2 separate regions of the Mus musculus genome follow, and region 2 is linked to region 1. The links are chromatin contacts, called in public HiChIP or PLAC-seq maps. All regions are on one chromosome and are shown on one strand. The core of a region is the stretch at or near the end of the contact, and the rest is flanking DNA. Distances in the headings are between cores, read along the strand shown.

The links. HiChIP or PLAC-seq counts read pairs in DNA pulled down with a chosen protein or histone mark.
Region 2: an H3K4me3 HiChIP or PLAC-seq map of bone marrow-derived macrophages shows a contact between it and region 1, with 4 times the contacts expected there. The contact joins two enhancer-like sites. A contact is called at or near these places in 1 of 115 datasets of contacts at active chromatin or transcription factors (bone marrow-derived macrophages) and 1 of 9 other capture datasets (adipose tissue).

Annotation. Positions count from the first base shown.
Region 1 is chr9:89,266,061-89,268,648 of GRCm38.p6, reverse strand. No RefSeq gene overlaps it. Among named protein-coding and RNA genes, the nearest start is that of Mthfs, 56 kb to the right of the region's middle. Within about 2 kb of position 1,293, at least 33 of the 459 cell types and tissues checked have an H3K27ac peak or open chromatin away from gene starts, as enhancers often do. A contact at or near this core is called in adipose tissue and bone marrow-derived macrophages, where this site is marked.
Region 2 is chr9:90,059,396-90,061,983 of GRCm38.p6, reverse strand. Ctsh (cathepsin H) reads right to left here. Exons shown (of 12, transcript NM_007801.3): 2 at 1,474-1,505; 3 at 360-465. Among named protein-coding and RNA genes, the nearest start is that of Ctsh, 6.4 kb to the right of the region's middle. Within about 2 kb of position 1,308, at least 95 of the 459 cell types and tissues checked have an H3K27ac peak or open chromatin away from gene starts, as enhancers often do. A contact at or near this core is called in adipose tissue and bone marrow-derived macrophages, where this site is marked.

The DNA.
Region 1 (2,588 bases), core at 44-2,543:
CTCAGTCCTGAGACCCATCTGGGAAAAGCAAGATCTATCTGGGAAATGTGGGTGTGGACTGGACTGCAGCTCAAGCCTCTGCCATTGTGTGCCCTCTGGTAACTTGAGTTATTTCTCTGAGCTTTACATGGACAACATGGAAATTGGAAATCCTGCCTTAGAGGGTGGAAGGGAAGGTTTATTTGAAGATTCTATGCGTACCACGCAATAGGCAATACTCTGGGGATGTGATACCAAGAAAAGCCAAGCATAGTTCCTGACTACCTGGGGTTTGTAACCGAATGGGAGAGAGTGACACTCAGCAACTCATTTTTATCATAATGAAAATTTCACTAGGAATGGAAAGCACTGAAACAACATGGAGAGTACTGAGGAGACTTTAGGTAGTGCAGGGAAGGAAGGTAGCTGGGCTTTGCTGGAGAAAAGAACAACGGGCAGTTCTGATGAATCAGGAGGGAGGCATAGGGAATGGAGAAAGGGGTGTGTGCTACAGTGCAGGTGGAGGGACAGAGTACAGAAGACAGGTGTGGGCCACAGGATGCTGCTGGGCAGATAGGATGCTGTGAAGAGAATCTGAGGGCTACTATAACCATAGAGAAGGCCCAGCATCACAGGCAAATGAGCACCAAGAGGCCCTTGTTTCCCACTGGGAAGCCAAGGTCCTCAGATCTGCATCAAGATTACATTAAGCATTCTCAGAAGGAGGGGGCAGCCAGGGAGAGACATCCTTTACCTAGCTCCCGCCCTGCCTATTCAGCCAGGATGGGGCATTATATTCAGACCTATAAATCTCCCAGCTAGAAGAGCAGCAGAGGTGCCAAGTATCCACCCTGTAAGTTCCTTCTCTAAGCTCCCACTTCGGGAGAAACCACTGTCTAGCCTGCCCTTCTGCAGCTGCGTGGAACAGGAAGTAAAACTCAGTAGTCCTGGGGCCTTCTAGCTCTTTTGGATCCCTACATGTCCTGACTCTCCTTTATCTCTGTTAGTGTGTGTAATCACGAAGGGAGAAGAGCCTGGAAACTCCTTGTCTGATCAATAATTCAACACACCGGTCTCCTGTGACATTTTTGCCATTATTATTCTTAGGTCGAGCTTTCATGAATTCTCCAGGAAAAGTTCCCTGCTGGGACACCAAGGGAGAATGAATGTAAACTTTGAATAATTTTGTATTTTTTTTTTAATTATCCTTCCTTTTCTTCTTAAAGCACTGTGTATAAATAAAGGTGACTGCACTGGTCTCATGAGCTGGAGATTTGTCAAGCTGGCTCTTCAGTTCAAGTACAAATTAGAGAAGCAAGAAACTTTGTGGGTTATTTGTTGAGCCAAAAAACACTCATTCAGCTTGATGTGGTCACGTAGTCCTATTTAGAAAGAGGTGAAAATAATTCACGTGACATTTAGAAACTCCTGACATTTCAGTTTTATAATGAGCACCACTGGGGTAACCATGGCCTTGAGAACTGCTCCCTCCCGCCTTCCCTCCTTCTCTCTCTCCCTTCCTCCTGTGTACTCTCTCCTTTCTGCCTCCTATGCATGAGTCTGCTTGATTCGTGCTCTTCCCCCTCCTCACCTAACCTGTCCTAAAGAAGGCACTCTAGTAGCTTAGCTAATATCAGCATTTTCTTATCTCAATAGTCTATAATGACTATAGAATCCTAAATTCACCAAACATATCACTATGCTCTATTAGAAATGCCTCCCTGACTCTGTTCTAACTAGAGATGCACAGGTGAACCATCTGGCCAGTGAGATGTGAGCATAGACTAGACCTGCCCTGAATTATTCAGTGATGTATGGAATAAGTAGCCCAGAATAACTTGACTTTAGACAACAGCAACCTTGATCTTAGTTACTCCATCTTGAGTATAAGTGCCAAGAAAAAATGACTCTATATGTCTTGTTTATAACCACACAATGGTGGCCAACAACTGTACCTGCCAGCACACCTGGAGGTACAAATTGGTAAAATGCAATCCCCTCAACTGGGGCTATAAAAGGAGAGCCCCAAGACAGATATGTATCAGGCACAGTGTCAATAATGGGCCGCTGCCTGTCTCCAGGCTCCAGCTCAAGTCTTTTCCTGCCCATGACCTTTAGACTACTTTCAATGGCACCACCAATTTCTCTAAGTTCTCTGACCTCTACAGATGTAGCCTGGAATGTATATACAAAAAGAGAAAAAAATTTAAATTAAAAAAAAAATCTGTTTGTCAATGGCCAGCTATCAAGAGAAATCAGATTACTTGGCAAATTCCAGCCAGCAGAACTGACACAACTTGGAAATTTATTGGTCATTCAATAAATTCTGACATAGTAGACAGACACAAATATGGCCATTTGTATTTCTGTCATTGCCCACTCATGACAGATGTCAACAGAAAATGATAGAAAACAGAACTGACTTCATTGGTCTGAGTTTGTACCTTCTACCTTATTCCTGCCTGGAAAGTTGACTCTAGAGGGACCAGAGGGCAGGCAGAAGTCTTATAGCCATGCAGATAAATCCCACATGCATAGAACGGACAAGCAGAGAATCAAAGGAAACCTGGAACCTAGCTCCTCCCTTAGCACCTACACCAACCTAAAAC
Region 2 (2,588 bases), core at 59-2,558, 790 kb before region 1:
AGACTGCTCATGGGCTCAGAGCAGTCTGAGGTTGCGGCAAGGCCTCACATCAACCCAGACAGATCTTGGTTGTGTGTGCTGTACCCTCAGATGAGAGGGGTAGGGCAGGACTTCTCTAGAGTCTTTTGTAAACTTCTCTACTCCCGCAGAAGATTACCAGTACCATCTACATTTATATCCTGTACAGAACCCGGATTCCCCAAAGACATCCCTGATTCTGAGTCTCTGCTCTCTATGCCTGTTAGCCCTGAGCAGGTCCTTTTTACCAGCCTATGCCACTACTCATTTTCTTTCCAGATCTGAGGTGTTCCCACCCCATCTTCTCCCAGAGGCCTGGAGGAATCAGGGCTTCCCAGTACTTTTAAATGTGTGGTTCCTCTGGTTGTGGGCTTGAATCTTCCTCCAGTTGTTGGCAAACATCTGCAGTCTGTGGTTGTACTCCACCGAGCTGTACGTCTTTTGATGCTAAAACAAAACAGGTCCTGAGAATAGGTGAGTGAAACTTACCAGAGGGGGTCTTTTTAGAGACTTCCCCATCCCCCCAGCACTCCTCCAGGGTGTCATGGATGTAGACTGATGTCAAATGTCCCTAGACAAAATGATCACGAACATCTAAGATTCCTATCCTACCTCTACCTCCCAAGTTCTGGGATTACAGGCGTGTGTCACCATGCCTGGATTACATGGCGCTGGAGATCAAAGTGGAGTTCTGCGCAAGCTAGGCAAGCACACTACCTACTAAGCTGAATCACCAGTCCATGGGGATTTTCATTCTGCCACTATCTCAGGACAGATCTACAGTTAGATGAGTCTCTGTTCTTGTTCTCTACTGCCAATATCAGGAAGTTATAAAGGACCTGTGGCTAGAATGAAGCCCACACAACTGTCAGGACATCAGTTAAGAGTTCAGGAGAGCCAGGAAGTGGTGGCTCATGCCTTTAATCCCAGCACTTGGGAGGCCGAGGCAGGCGGATTTCTGAGTTTGAGGCCAGCCTGGTCTACAGAGTGAGTTCCAGGACTGTCAGGGCTACACAGAGAAACCCTGTCTCAGGAAAAAAAAAAAAAAAAGTTCAGGAGATCCCAGTGAGGAGACCTGCCAAGAGTAGGTAGCCCGCAGACACCATGACACATTGCTGAGCCAAGTGTATGGCTGACCCACCATTTTCAAAGCTGTACCTACTGATTTTCCCAATAGATTCTCCAGCCACTGTGCAAAGTGCTCTGAAGACAAGCCACAGTAATGAAGAGAAGGCATGGAAGGCTTCTGCCAGGCTCATTACTGGGCAGCACTATTTGGAAGGTCACTTCACTGTCTCCTTCCTGGAGTTTGGCCAGTATGAATCATGGAAAGACCCGGGATAGACAGAGCAAGGTTGGACAAGTGCTCTTTTGTCTCAAATCTGATTCAGTTCAGTTTGCTAACTGGAAGCTTTGTGACAAGAGAAACTTCAAAAGAAGAAGTTGGTCACTGACCTGTTTCATCCATGACTTAAAGTGAAACTTTTCTGTAAAGAAAAAAAAAGAAAAAGTTATGTTTGCACATGCCTCGTGATCTTGTTGAGGCTACAGCCTAGTAGGGCACTGGAGAGCTAATTTGCATTTTATTAATTTATCATTATTACTACTATTATTATTATTGTGAGACAGAGTCTCACTCGGTAGTCTCGACTGGCCTCAAACTCATAGAGATCTGCCTGCCTTTGCCTCAGAGGGCAGGAATTAAAAGTGTGTGCCACCACACCTAGCTGATTTGCATTCGCAAAAATAGCAAAGTGGAGGTTGGGGTGGGTTATCTAAAGCTTGAGTTCGAAAAGGAACTCAGACTCTTTCTGCTTTATTGCCACAAGAGATTTTGAGAAACTGCTGTTTATAAGTGGTATGTGGGGGAGGTGTGTAACCTTGTGTGCGCATGTGAAGGCCAGAGCTGACTAGATGCCTTCCTCTTTCTCTCTCTACCTTATTTCTTGAGACAGAGTGTCTGGAAGAACCCGGAGCTCAGCTATTTGGCTATACGGGCTGGCTAGAAAGCCCCGGGATCCTTCTGTCTCTTCCCTTCAGCTCTGGGGTTATAGGTGTGTGCCCCACATCTGACTTTTTATGTGGGGCTAGGGATCAGAACTCAGGCCCTCACACTTGGGCCATAAGCACTTTACCCACTGAACACCCCCATCAGTGGTATATGTAAAAGTTTGAAATTATATTGATTGATGTGTGTGTATGTGTGTGTGTGTGTGTGTGTGTGTGTGTGTGTGTGTGTGTGTGTATGTGTGTACGTGTCAGAAGCTAGCTTTTAAGAGTTGGGTCTTTCCTTTCACCAAGTGGATTGTAAGGATCCAACCCAGGTCTCCAAGTTTGGTAGCAAGTGCTTGGAAAAGCAGAGATCAGTCAAGAGAAAGATTTCCAGCTTTCATGAGCTGTGAGCCTTGCTCGGGAGGATTTGTGTTGATGCAGCTTTGTTATTTCCGTTCCTGTAACTAATTCCTTACCCACACTCCAGGAAGTCATCCCAGTACAACTCCCTGGCTCATCAAGTTGGACTTTAGTAGTATTCACTTTGTCCTGTCACTGATTCTCTGTCTAGGGTGAAC